Linked DNA regions of Muntiacus reevesi: region 1 is linked to region 2. A link is a contact called in public Hi-C data. All regions are on one chromosome and are shown on one strand. Each heading gives the region's core, a stretch centred on a gene start, on an enhancer-like site or on the middle of the called end of the contact. The rest is flanking DNA. Distances are from core to core; before and after follow the strand shown.

Evidence for each region. A called contact is a pair of places that touch in the nucleus more often than the background predicts.
Region 1: a Hi-C map of blood shows a contact between it and region 2, with 2.6 times the contacts expected there. The contact joins the promoter of ODC1 here to the promoter of RRM2 in region 2. A contact is called at or near these places in 2 of 3 Hi-C or Micro-C datasets (blood and muscle).

What each region holds. Positions count from the first base shown.
Region 1 is chr3:18,960,807-18,967,927 of mMunRee1.1, reverse strand. It overlaps ODC1 (ornithine decarboxylase 1), which reads left to right and starts at 3,952. Exons shown (of 11, transcript XM_065928587.1): 1 at 3,952-4,224; 2 at 6,908-7,041. The coding sequence starts at 6,940. It overlaps LOC136165822 (small nucleolar RNA SNORA42/SNORA80 family), which reads left to right and starts at 5,461; the gene lies at 5,461-5,593.
Region 2 is chr3:18,670,429-18,677,861 of mMunRee1.1, reverse strand. It overlaps RRM2 (ribonucleotide reductase regulatory subunit M2), which reads right to left and starts at 3,097. Exons shown (of 10, transcript XM_065928584.1): 1 at 2,944-3,097; 2 at 2,772-2,846; 3 at 2,275-2,418; 4 at 1,873-1,989; 5 at 1,120-1,253. The coding sequence starts at 3,042.

The sequences.
Region 1 (7,121 bases), core at 2,703-5,202, 290 kb before region 2:
AAAACAACTCAAGGGCAGGGCTGGAGGGTTAATGAGTGACTGAACTTCCGAGCTCTATTTTTGGTCAAATGTCCACACGTGACTAGCCGTGTGCCGTGACTGAGTCCCATTTCCCTGAGTTAGTGGCACCCTGGCAGGACAGGTCCCAACGTCCTCCTGTGGCCGAATGTCATGAACCTCACTCCAGAGTCAACTCTTACTACACTCCTGGGAAGAAACTTGGTGTGGAATATGACCACGGACACGTGGACCAGACACAAACCCATTTTCCGAAAAGTTCTCGATGTTGACTGTTCCAATATTGAGGACACGGATACGTAAATTCTTGCCGACCATCGTTTTTGATGTTACTTCTGTTCAGTAAAGGTGGCTCCTTGCATTTGTAATCATCATGTACCTTTATTAGTCCTTTCAGGTAAATAACTTAAGAAAAAACACCTTTTGTGCCAGACACGTCCTCACTTTTGGTGTCAGAAAACGTGGTCAGCAGATTTATACAGTTCTTTGTAAAATAAGTCAGAGATTCTTAGAACATCAGAGCTCTGATCCAGTCCAGTCCAGCCAGAGAACACTTTACCGAAAGGCCTTGAGATCCAGAGAGCAGAAGTGATGCTCAGGGTTTCATGATGAGCTAGGTGCTGAAGGCAGCTAAAATAATTGGAGTTGGTACCAGAACTGAGGTGGGATGACTAAGGGCACCGATCCTATTGGCATGCCCCACGTGCATTCCGATGTTTTTGCTTACTTCTCTAAGTTACTGCCTCTGCACCAAACACAAAAACCTTATCTCCATGTAAGGGTAACTTCATAGTTTGCAAGGATCTGCTGCTTTTCTTTAAGAAAAAAAAGAAAATTGTAAGGGAGAAGATAAAGTCTATGGAATTTATGCAGAAAGACAAGAATGCCATGCATTTGAGCAAGACCAGGTTTAGTCACTGTAGGTTTATCTTCTTGGATCCAGATTAGTAACTGGGTTTAATGACTCAGGCCTGCTGACTCCCAGGCCTAAGGCCAAAGCCAAGAGTCTGCCTGCAGCCCCAGGGCCAGCCCTCAGGGAACAAGCACCTCCTCCTTCTCTTGCTTCTGTTTTCCCATCTGGGTCAAGATGGGTCATCTGGGTATGGCCAGGCCTCCCCAGAAGATTATGCAGCATACATGCAGTTCGTATGTTAGAGGTGGACTGGCAGGAGAGGCCGTGTGTGGGGGTGACCCATGTGGGAGTAGCACGTGTGACTGGCAGAGAGACAGATCACTTGGCTTCCTGAATCGAGAATTCGCCTCTTTGTTCTAGTGAATACTTTTAATTCTAAAATATGATCACAGGACTGAGTTCAAAGAGACCCTAGACCAGGGCCAGACTGTTGATGGCTGGAGACAGAGAGGCTCATATAGGGTCAAGGAGATGGCCAAGGTCACATAACAGCAAGATGCCGGCAGGACGCAGGGCAGGGGGGCTGGCTGGCCTTCTCCCCACACAAGGCTCCCACTAGGAGCCCATACTCGGAGACATCCGGTTCCCCCCACTGGAAGGAAGCCCAATAGCAGGGGACAGTGATCACCACAAGGACTGCTTGATTGATGGGCCTGGGAGAGCCAGGGAGCACAGACAATGCTCCTTCTTGGCCTTGGCACTGGACCCGGGAGACTTCCGGAATTTGAGGGAAAAAAATCTGCATGTCACTGGAACAAAATGTTTCTTCACAGAGCGGGGACAAATCCCAGAGTGTTCACCACGAAGCTGTCCCACTTAGTGAGTGCCTGGGGCTGTAATGTTCTCTGATGGGACTGCTTATTGCATTGTTAATCTCAATCCCTCCTAGGAATTAAACTTGCTGGGGTAGAGTAACTTCCCCCTCTCTCTCCCTAGTGGTACCTGGTACTGTGGTTGCTCAAGGACTACGTAAAGATGAAATTGATCAGGGTGACCAAGAGAAAAGGCAGCTGTCATGTCCCCTCACGTAACGAGGACTCGCTGCTGTTTACTCTCTTCTGTTGTCTCCTTGATTCTGTGGAAGCCACGCATGGCCCAGGGAAAGTTCGATTACTCATTCACTTCTGCATTCATAAAACTAGTACTCTTCACAAAGGAGGTTTTTGTAGCAGTGAAGATCCTTGGGTCATCTAGTCCAATTTCCTCCTGAGGCCCAGAGAAGGGAGGTAACTAACCCAAGGTCACACAGCAAGTTGAGACCAAGGTAGACTATAGTACTGAGCTCTGCCAGGCTTGTCCCCTGCACTGACTGTGTGGTTAGGGCTAGTTTCACACCTTTTTACTCCCACCCGCAGCCCTCAGGTCAGTCACACCCTACGTTGGGACATAATGGTATCTGTTGGACTTTGTCTACAAGGGAAGGAACACTTTAAATGCAAGGGGGAAAAAGTGCCCCACATGCCTCCCTGAGGTTGGCAGGGGTGGTGAGGGTGGGCAGCATCTGGGAGAGGCCAGTTCTCCACCATAGTCTTGGCTGCACTCCTGGGGACTCCTAATTTCCCAGTTTTTGCCATATGGTATTTCTCCCATAGACACTGTTGCTGTGTTGGGACTCACATAACCCTCCCAAAGACAGCCAATCACAGCTGCCCTCAGAGAAGTCATTGATAAGCGCCACTCAATACAGTAACAGACTTTATTATCATAGGCTCCAAAATCACTGCAGATGGTGACTGCAGCCATGAAATTAAAAGATGCTTGCTCCTTGGAAGAAAAGCTATGACAAACCTAGACAGTGTATTAAAAAGTGGAGACATTACTTTGCCAACAAAGGTCTGAATAGTCAAAGCTATGGTTTTCCCAATAGTCATGTATGGATGTTAGAGTTGGACTATAAAGAAAGCTGAGCACGGACGAATTGATGCTTTCGAACTGTGGTGTTGGAGAAGACTCTTGAGAGTCCCTTGGACTGCAAGGAGATCAAACCAGTCCATCCTAAAATAAATAAATCCTGGAAGGACTGAGGCTAAAGCTCCAATACTTTGGCCACCTGATTTGATGAGCCTAGTGATTAGAAAAAGACCCCGATGCTGGGAAAGGTTGAAGGCAGGAGAAGGGGACGACAGAGGATGAGATGGCTGGATGGCATCACCGACTCAACCAACAGGAGTCTGAGCAAGCTCCAGGAGATGGTGAAGGACAGGGACGCCTGGTGTGCTGCAGTCCCTGGGGTCGCAGAGTCGGAAACGACTGAGCGACTGAACAACAATACAAAGGACAGTAGAGCACCCGGTGGCTTGCAGACCTGTTACCTCCCACCCCTTGCCCTAACGCCCTTAGACGAGTCTCTGGCTTAACAAGCGCAACGTGCCTCTTCGCGTGTCCTCGGCTGCCTGCTACCTTCTAGGAGGACAACCGGACATGTCAGACGCGGTTCAAAACGCTCAGCGGCTCGAGAGCCGCCCAGAGCTGTGCCTCTTAATTTGCCCGCTGATCGCTGCCCCTTCTGCCTCCTGCCCCTCTTCTTCGTGGGGTGGAGCTGCGCCAGGATCACCTCCAGGCCCTCCCACCGGCATATGCAGACGTCCCGCAGAAAGAAAAGGTCCGGGGTCCGCCAGGTAGGGTCCACGTGGCCCGCTCGCGCCCAGCGATTTCCGTTCTCTGCCGGAGGGCACGCGGCATTTGATGCCAGGTGGAAGGAGAGCGCTGGCTTGGCGCACACGCTGCCATCCGGCGGGCGGTCAGAGGCAGGTTTTGCAATCCTTCGGCTGGCGTGCGAGCCATTCCCCGCCCTAGGCGGCCGGCCAAGCGCGCTGAGCCCCGGGGGCCCGCGGCTGGTGCGCATGCTCGGGCCGGCGGCGGGCCCGGGAGGGGCGGGGTTGGGCGGGGTTGGGCGGGGCTCGGAGGCGCTGACGTCGATCCGCCGGCGCCCCCCGCCCCTCCCTCTCACCGTCCCGGGTTGGCCCCTCCCCCTCCCGGGGAGGACGCCCGGACGGAACCGATCGCGGCTGGTTTGAGCTGGTGCGTCTCCATGACGACACGCGCGGCACTATAAGTAGCGGCACGGCGGCGCGCAGGGCTTTGTCAGTTCCCTCTCAGCCTCCGCCGCCGCCGCCCCTCTGCCAGCGCTCCGGCGCCACCTCGGGCCGGCGGTCCTCCGCGGGAGGGAGCGAGGCGGCGGGCGGCCGGGCGAGCGGCTGACGGGGGCGGCGGGGCGGCCGGCGGGTCCTGCAGCGCTCGGCGGCGGCGCGTTGTCTCCATGGGGTCGGCCCCCCGCGCCCCTGCGCTCTGAGGTAAGAGGGGTAGCGTTCGGGCGGTAGGGAGGCCGGCGGGCGGGCGGGCGCGGGTGAGAGGCGGGGGGTGACGGCCACGTGTCCCGGAGGCCGGGGCAGACCGGGCGCCTGGAGCTGCGAGGACACGTGGTCGCAGAGCCCGGCCCGTCGGCCCTGGGGGTCCCGGGTGGAGCCGGGCCCCGACCCCTTCCGGCTCAAGGGCAGCCTGGCGCTGGAACGGCCCGGGGTTCACCTTTTCTGAACCACGTCAGTGAGGGTTTTCTGAGCCGGAAGCTCTTTGAAAAGCTCAACCCTTCAGCCGCTATATTTTTTTCACACCATGTGGTGGTCCGGCAGCAGGTGCAGGAGAGGCAGGAGGCGAGCCCGGCACAGATCTCGGGGTGCCGGCCGCTCGTGCACGTGCCGTTCCGCCGTGTTGCCCTGGAATTTTCATTTATATTTTAGCTTCTTTTTTTTCCCCTTTTTCCTTGCTGTGTGTACAGAGCGAATGGCCCAATATAGAAAGCCACTCAGATCGCTAGAGCTGAGATAACCCGTGTGTAACTGATACTGCTCGGCCGGGCTTAGAAATGTTGACGGAATCTTTCAATGACTTGGTGATTTAAGAAAAGTCCTTAGATTAAAGGTCAGGCGAACGACTAAGACGTAGGAGCCAGTCCCAAGATTTTCCCCAAACGGCCGACTGTTTGAAATAGAACCTCTTAGGAGTGTCTAGTAGGGAGGACAGAATGTGCTAATTTCATTCAAACCTAAAATTTAATCGATTTGTATTTTTCAATTGCAGTTTGAATTAGTACCTGTCTAACGTTTCCCAATTGGCAAGAAAGAATTTCATACCAGAGAAGGACCATGTTTTGCTAATCCATGTCTTTTTTAAGTAATTTAGCTATACAGAAAGAACACCCAAAGATGTTCTGGGGTGAACTTTCTCTGTATCAAAAGTTACTGAAGTAAAGCTTTGAAAGATACAAGGAAGCAGAATACTTAATAGTGGTGTGTTTCTGAGAAACACACACTTGGTAAATTTAAGCCTGAATGTTGTCTTTCTTTTTTTTTTTTTAAAGACCCTAAAGGGGCCCAGTCTATCACTGGTGACCCTATTTAAATGTTACTTTTGTAGACAGAATGTGTGTGCTGGTGTTTATTTTGTTCCCTTCTCCTAAGGGCGAATTAGGAAACTAGGAGGTTGACAAAGCCAGCAAGTCACATTAGATCAAGTCTTGCAAGTTCTCCGATGCATGGGTTTGGATTTATGGCAGGCTCGTCCCCCTGGGCCTCTCATAGTGTCCCATGCCAGAGCAAACGCGGCCCCGAACCATTGCCTGGCCTCTGCCAGTAGGCTGCAGGCACTGAAGCGGGTTGCACAGTGGAAAAGATGCCCTCCCTATCAGATTAAATAGATTAAAATAATAATTTTAAGGTAACTCATTGACCAATGTCACATTTTGTGAATGCCACGAACTGTGACTTTGATGGTTAAATGAGCCTTATTTTTGCTTATTCATAAATTGTTTGCTAATTCTTGTAATTCATAGTTGAATGATTCCCAGGTGATTATCATTCATAGCCAAGCTTGTAAGTTAGAGTGCCTGTGAGGATAGTTGGGATTCCCAGAATTGCTAGTTTAATAGGCAGTGCTGGTTTTAGAATATCGATTGCCATTCAGATGCAGCAGCTGTAATATATTCTGTTGATTTTTTTAGATTGCATTTTTTAAAAAAAAACATATGCCTAGCATGAAAATTAGCTCATTTCTCAGGAAAATTTAGAGCACTCAGTAAATTGATAACAATGTCTGTTGGTCACTGAAAGTTCTTCTGTATAAGACTTAGCGGATGTAGGAAATACGGCAGCTTTGCAAAATTGCTATAATAGTGTTTTAAGCTTCTAAAGAAAAACAGGTCTGAAATAAAGTAAGCTAACTGTCATGAAGCTTTTTCCTTCTCAGTGGACTAAGTCCAGGAAAGTTTCTGAAACCTCTATTCTGCATTTTAGCAAGGATGTTTGGAGTGCCTTTTTTGAGGTGGACAGTACTATATATGGGCTTCCTTGATAACACAGCTGGTAAAGAATCTGCCTGCAATGCATGGGTTCCATCCCTGGGTCGGGAAGATTCTCTGGAGAAGGGCATGGCAACCCACTCCAGTTTTCTTGCCTGGAGAATCCATCCCATGGACAGAGGAGCCTGGAGGGCTACAGTACATGGGGTCACAAAGAGTCAAGCACGACTGAGTGACTAAGTACAGTATTATATATGGAAGTTGAGTGTGAAAAACTCTAGTGTTGAATTTGTGAGGTCCTCATTCCATTGAGATTTATAGAATCATGGGACTTAAACCTAGGAATAATGGGATTTCCAAACCCAGGGAGGGTGCTTTAGTAGCCCTGCTTCTTGTGTGTGTGTGTGTGTGCTGTCAATGCCTGATCTTCCAATTTAATGTGTTCTGAAGGTGGACAGCAGATTGTGTGTTTATCAAAGATTTCCACTGCTGCACAGAGAGCACACACATCTTCAGTGGACTTGGAATTCCTGGAAAATTGCCTTTGTGAAAAGTGGGCATAATCCCTTTAAATTCCATCTCTTAAGTTTTCTATGTAAGTATTTGTGATTGTTGCAAGTTTATCTTAGGAGTTAGTAAGTATTAAAAAGACTTCTGAGTAGATTTGTCTGCTCTATTTGCAGTTTGTTGTGTCTCAAAAAGACATCAAGAAACCATGAACAGCTTTAGTAATGAAGAGTTTGACTGCCATTTCTTGGATGAAGGCTTTACTGCCAAGGACATTCTGGACCAAAAAATTAATGAAGTTTCTTCTTCTGTAAGTATATGTGAAGTCCGTGCTGGTAGTGCAGCTTTGAGAATGTTAGGCAGATGAATGGGAAACTTCAGAGGGGTCTT
Region 2 (7,433 bases), core at 1,848-4,347:
TTTATAACTCTGCTACATCCTTGATCCCAGGTCAGAAAAGCAAACCAACTGGCCCTACACTCACCCAGGTCTTCCTCATTACCCTATTCCTCCCTGCGCCTACTTTGGGAGTCCAGAGATTCCCCAGCCTGTCCCAGTGAACTTGTTTCCATCAGACCTTGGGCTCCTTTTATTCTCTTTCCTTGACTCTCCCTAGCTTTCAAAGCTCAACCATCAGGCCATTCTGATCCCTCCCTTCTGGTAACCTATTCCAATCATGCCCTACCTTTACTTTCTTTTCTCATTTCTGTCTGCAAACATGTTCAAATCATTTTACAACCGCCCCCTGGCCCCCGCAAAGAGTTTCCTCCATCCTGCTGGCCTTTCAAGTCACCACTCATTTTCCCTCTTCACTTTCTTCCACATCATCTACAAAAGGCAACTCCTCAGCTTCACCAGTTCTGTGCTACACAGGCTCTTGTCCTGAAGCTGACCTTAGTATCTAAACTACTCAAACGCCTATTTCTAGTGCTCCCCTCCTCTCCAGTCCATCCTGACAATGTAAAATAGGCCCTAAGCTACTTACATTTGCTCTCTGTTATCCCAATATATACTATCATTTCAGGCAAATTGCTGTGTGCCTGAATTAATTTCATGGTTCACTGATGCCTCTGTGCTATTATGTAATTCCTCCACTTATATTCCTAGGTCTTATTTTCTATATTATGTTGCAAGCCCCTTAAGAGGCTGGTTTTATTTTCAACTTTGCATCCTCCACCCACTCCACCCTGCGCCAGCCTCACACTGTAAGTTGACAGATTTGTCAGATATGAAAACTATCAAATCTAAGTTTTAGCTCATCAGACAGCCTCTTGGAATGTTTTCTCAGAAGGCATTAGATTGGATGTTCACTAGTATGTTTCCAGCTCTCAAAGGATGGAGTAACCTTATAACTGTTTTTAGCAATTGACTAGTAAAGTGAATTTAGGCCTGTTCTTAAGAGTAGACATGACCATGGGTGCTAGGAGTTTCTTTGACTTACTCATTTTAGAGTCATTTTTCTATCCCTATACGATTTCAAAAAGTAACAACCAGTAATCCTAAATAAATATGTTGGCATATCACCACCCAAATACTCACCTTTCTTTGGAATCTTTAATGTAAGTGTCAATGAGGAGACTATACATTTCCGAATGTATGTTTTCCATGGCAATTTGGAAGCCATAGAAACAACGGGCTTCAGTAATCTGAACTTCTTGGCTAAACCGCTCCACCTAGTGGTAAAACACAAAGATCATTTTATGGAAAATCTACCAGCAGCAATTCAGTCAATGAACACTGGTTGCCTCACACTTCCGTTTTTGTATCATTATAAGCTAGACATAGCAATTCATTTTCATTCATTGCAAGGAGGATGCACTCAAGACATAGATGTGACCAGTTATTAAAAAAAAAGCAAAGCCACAAAATGGAGAGCAAATAGATAGTTACTAGGGTTCTGGATGTATTACTATCACTTAGTTAAGTCGCTCAGTCGTGTCCGACTCTTTGTGACCCTGTGGACTGTAGCCCATCAGGCTCCTCTGTCCATGGGATTCTCCAGGCAAGAATACTGGAGTGGGTTGCCATTTCCTTCACATAACATTGCCTTAACATTGTTTCTGCACAGTTGAGGGAAAAAAATACCATAAGGAAGAAAATAACTGTAAAGTACACTATAGAACAGAAAATGCCATAGAATATAAAACCCTGGTTTACAGATATAGATATATACATCTTCAGTGTGCAAAATTTTAAAAGACAAAAAAGAGAATTGTTAGTTCTCACGTAAATCTTGAGTAAAGGTACTTTTTCCGGGGCTGGGGGGAGGGGTGGGAGACAGGGGGAACTCACCAAATTTTCATTTACTATGCCATCACTTGCTGCAAAGAAAGCCAGCACATGGGAAATAAAATATCTCTCCTCAGGCTTCAGAGCTTCCCAGTGCTGAATGTCCTTGGAAAGGTCCACCTGAAATACAGAAGTTCACAAAGGGTTCAAGCCGGCAGGACCTTCACACATACGCCTAATGGTTCAACTTTAATAAGTCTACTAGCACCACCTGATTTATATACCCCTCCCATATTCTGCCAATTTGAACATCTCACATCCTGAGTGGACAACCATTCCAAACAGGGATAGGGAGAACAGCAAAGCATATTTTAAACATGTTATAGCCGGCCCGGCTGGGGTCTTCCTCTAGAGAGGCAATGGGCAAAGGGTCTTTTAAGTCTCCTAGTTGCTGCATCTGATTACCTCCTCAGCTGTCCAAAAGGAAGCCTCAGCTTTCTTATACATCTGCCAAATATCATGGTATTCGATAGGAAAGATGACAAAGCGGCGGGGGTTTTCTCTCAGAAGTGGTTCGTCCTCCACACTGGGGGCAGATAGCTTAGGGTTCTGTTGGGAGAGGAAAATGTAAGGGGAAAAAAATGTTAAGTATAGGGCGAATCATGAAACTGTCATTTCTTTTTCAAGCAGAATACCTCCAATGATCAGAAATCCCATGGGCCTGAATGTAAGTCGGTTGTCATACTTGGATTTTATGGGAGTATAGAGAAATAGGAAATGTCCAGATGTGCAATGGTGCTGGGGAGGGAACAGACTTTGGCGGGAAGGCAGCGCGGGCCCGGGAAAGGTGGGTAGGGTTTGAGAGCAGACAATGAGGCTTTGGCGCCAAGCAGGCTCCGCCCGCACCGCCTTGCCTGCAGCGCCCCCTCGCCGCGCGCCCCCGCCGCAGCCCACCTACTCACCGGCTCTGAGGGCTCCTGGAAGATCCTCCTCGCGGTCTTGCTGGCCAGCACACGGGTCCCGCTGAGGGAAGGGGGCTGTAGGGAGGTGCGTGGTCAGAGGCCTGCCCGCGCCCCAACCCACCCACAGGACTCCGCCGCCCTGCCCCCGACCCCCGCCCCCCGGGGCGCTCACAGTGTTCTCCTTGTCCGCTAGGCTGAGCCCCTTCAGGGGCGAGAGCTGCTGCTGCTGCGGGTCAGCGATGGTGGCGAGCGGGACGCGGACGGAGAGCATGGTGGCGAGAAGGTCAGTGCGGTGGGGCTGCGCGCGAGTCCCGAGAGCCCCTGCAAGGCCCCGCGGGGGAATATTTAAAACCCCAGGCGCCGGCCCAGTGGGCGGGGCCACTTCCCCATTGGCTGGATCCCGGCTGGCCCCGCCCACCCCACACAGATTCAAGCGCAGCGCGGGAGCTCAGTCTGGCCCCCAGGCCCTGCCCTCCCGGGACCCCCGGGCACCTGCCCCTCCCAGGCCTCTGGGGGGCCGCGAGCGCCGCCGCCCGCCTCCCCGAAGACCTCGTCGGACAAAGGCTGCAGCCCCTGCGCGCTCCGTGCGCCCTAGCGGGCGCGAGGGCACTCTCGCGCGTCCCCGGAACGGTTTGGGATTGAATGAAGCAACGCGATTGGAGCCCGCCGGCCCGCGAGCGGGAGCGAATTCCCCACCCCCGCGGAGCCCCACCTCTCTGAAGACGTCTCTGGAACCCGGTTCTCGGTTCCGCGTAAATAGTTTTTGCAGATGAGCTTGGTACGGAGGCCCGTAAAACGCCCCTGACTGCGAGGGAGATGTGGCTGCGGCGATCTGGATACGTGTGTGTACCCGGATGGGGGTTCCAGGTCCCTGAGGCCCGGCAAAGGTGGGGGCTGGCCGGTGGTGACCGCCTAACGGTTAGAGCCGCGGAACTACAGGGTCCCCGGGGTGCAGTGGCTGTGTCCCTTGGACACGTCATCTGTTGTCCCCTCGCTGGTAAAATGGGCTTGTAGCCATATCTAAGCTGCGGGCTTTCTAATAAAACGAGAAGACTAAATGAGGTAATTCATGAACAATACGAAGTCCATTGTAAACCTTCAAGCTGATAACAGAGAGGGTCTTTGGTGAAGTTTCCCCCTGAAATCTCGTCCTCAACGTCGACAGTGTTTTAAAAATTGCAAACTGAGCGAAGATTCAGAGAAAAAGTTCCGAGAATGATTGAATAACTAGGACTTCATATACTCCTTTAAAAGTGAAAAGTGAAGTCCACTCAGTCATGTCCGACTCTTTGCGACCCCATGAACTGTAGCCTGCCAGACTGCTCTGTCCATGGAATTTTCCAGGCAAGGATACTGGAGTGGGTTGCCATTTCCTTCTCTAGGGGATATTCCCAAACCAGGGATCGAACCCCGGTCTCCCGCACTGCAGGCAGACGTTTGACGTCTGAGCCACCAGGGAAGCCCAAATAAGCCCATTTACTGCGTATTGGGCCTCAAAGAGCTTGAAGAGGAGGTTGAAACCCTCCATTGGGGTGATGGTGGAGGCATAAACTTAGTAATATTTTAATTTTACTTTACACTTGGTCTTTCAAATTTGCCATAGATTTTTGCCCTGCATGTGGCAAAACGCCAGAAATGACTGATGAGACAGAAGTGTTAGGATCCAGGAAAGAAATGATTAACCAGGATAAGCTCTAACAGCTCACACACTCAGGGCTGTCACTGAGTGAGGCTTGGACTTTGTACACTGTCTTTTCTAGATACAATACTTTAAATAGGTGAGGGTAGGGAAGGATACCCTCCCCACAGAGGTCTATTTCTTAGAGTACTGTATACTGTGTTTAAAGTATTCTCTAAGCCTGAGAAGAAAGGTCAGCGACCATCACATCTCTTAGACAAAGCAACAACTAAAACTTTGGTCTCAATCATGTGTTTGAAAGCAAGTCACAGACATTGTCAATTTCCCCGTTGGCATGTACCTCCAGAAAATGGGTATTTTTATTGACAGATGTGGTCATAACTTTATCAGCCATAAAACTAACAAAACTATCGAGAAGTCCTTGGTATCCTCTAATACCTGACTCACATTCCGATTTCGGGTAATTCATATCCGACCTGCTCCTTTTGGTGGCTGCCCCAGGCACCATGTGCTTTTTTTTATAAGCTCCTGCTATATAGTCTGTGCACGGGTACCATAAAGGATCACTCTGAGAGCCAGAAGCTGTGACTTCATTTTCGGCTGAACAGCCACGAGGCAGTGGTGGTGGGGGTGGGGGGCGGTAAGCCGCCTTCCTTACCGTCGCCTCCTCCCACCTCTGAGTCATTCCGGCATGTCCCGACTTCCCCCTACATCGGGTTTTTACTGCTCTCACTTTATAAAGAAGGAAGCAAGGGCCGAAGGCTACGTGGCCCCGCCGAGGGGTCACATAGCCGATTCAAGGTTCTGGTCTGCAGTGGCCCCGTCCGTCTCTTTGCCTGGGTACTGTAGAGAGAAAGGGCCCCGGCGGGACCAGGTCTGGCCCAGTCCCCGGAAGAGAGATTGTTCCCGGCAGCCGCCAAGCGCTGAGATCCGCCTGGGATCTTCCCCCTTTTCCCTTCCGCGCCAGTTTTGACAGCTCCTCGGCGACTGGTCCACACACGGAGGCTCCGCCCCCAACTTCCGGGAGACCGTGCTCATTCATAGCTTTGGGATCCCACGCCGGCCACCGCAAGCCGCACCCCGCTTCCGCCACCCGCCCCCCAGTGGCCACGCCCCCCGAAGTCGCACTTTTTTTTTCCGCCTGGAGGCGCACGAGATGCGGCTCAGTGACATCTACCCGGCCCCTCGCTCGCTTCACCCCCAGGCAGCATCATTAAGCGTCAGCCCACCCAGGGAGCTCAAGTGAGTTTCCCGATGCCGCTCATGCCTCCATATATACCTGACATCGTGCTGGAGACTGTCATAATAGTACTAATGACGATGACCCTATAGCCGCTGGACCAGGCGATTTACACTTTAATCCAGAGACAGTGGGAAAGTAGGTGTTTTCAGCCCTGTTCTTAGTTTGAGACTAAGGCCCGAGAGGCAAGGAGGCTGCCAAGGTCACACAGCTCCTTTCACTGCACAGCGGCAACTTTTCTTTCCCAACTTTTTATTAACAGTATTTTCAACAGGGATTTCCCTGGTGGTGGCCCAGTGGATAAGAATCTGCCTCCCAGTGCAAGGGACTTGGGTTCCATCCCTGGTCCAGGAAGATCCCACATGCCTTGTAGCAACAGAGCCTGTTGCTACAGCTACAGAGCCCACATGCCCTGGAACCCAGAGCTCCAGAAGAAGAGAAGCAGTGGCAATGCGAAGCCCCTGCTCCCAGCAACTAGAGAAAGCCCCCGCACAGCAACCAAGACCTAGTACAGCCAAAACATAAAATAGTAATAAATAAATGATTTTTTTTTTAATTTAAGGAATGTATTCTACAGGGATTTCCCTCATAGTCCAGTGGCTAAGACTCCAGGATCCCAATGAAGGGGTCCTAGGTTCAATCCCCGGTCAGGGAAGTAAATCCCACATGCCACATCTCAGACTTCACACAGCCAGATAAATATATATATATATATTTATATATATATATATATATATATATATGTATTTAATGTTTTCAACATACAGAAAAATGAGACGAAGTCTACAGTGTTCACCCATCATCTAGGATTCAACAGTTGTTTCTCTTTTGCCCTATTTGCTCCATCCCACTCTACATGTATGTGACACTTTGTTTTTTTCTGGATCATTTGATGTGGGTTATAGATATGACACTTCACACCTAGATATTTCAGCATGCTACATCATGTAGCTCCTAAAAGTATCCACATTTTCTAACATAACCACAATACCATATTCAGACCTAAGAAAACTAACATCAATTCTGTATATCAATATCTAGTCCATAAGTCTCTTAATTTGGTTTGTTCATTTTTGGTGCAGGATCCTATTAAATGCATGCATTATAGTTGGTTATTGTGTCTTTTTAGTCTCTTTTGATTCGAACAACTCCTCCACCTTTTTCCCCCATGACATCGAATTTTCAAAGTCCAGGCTAGTTTTCTTGTAGACTGTCCCACATTCTACATTTATCTCGTGTGTCTTCACATTATCATTTAACTTGTTCTGCTAATCCCTGTATTTAAACGGAAAGATCTAAAGGCTTTATTAGATTAATTTATCTTTTTTTTGCATGTGGTAAAACATACATAAACTAAAATTCACTATTTGAACCGTTTTCAAGTGCACATTTACAGCATTATGCAAACATTGTCACCATCCATTTCCAGAACTTTTTATCATCTCATTAAACACTAGCTCCCCATTCCTCCCTCCCAGCAATCTCTTGTAAAAACCATTCTATTTTCTGGACTTCCCTGGTGGTGTGGTGGTTGGGAGTCCGCCTGCCAGTGCAGGAGCCACAGGTTCAATCCCTGGTTCAGGAAGATCCCATGTGCCACCGAGCAACTAAGCCCATGCACCACAACTGCTGAAGCCCTATGCACCCTAGAGCTCTTGTTTCCCAGCAAGAGAAGTCACTGCAATGAGAAGTCCACTCACTATAATTGGCACGATTAGAGAAAGCCCTCACAAAGCAACAAAGACCCAGTGCAGCCAAATAGAAATGAAATTATTTTTAAAAA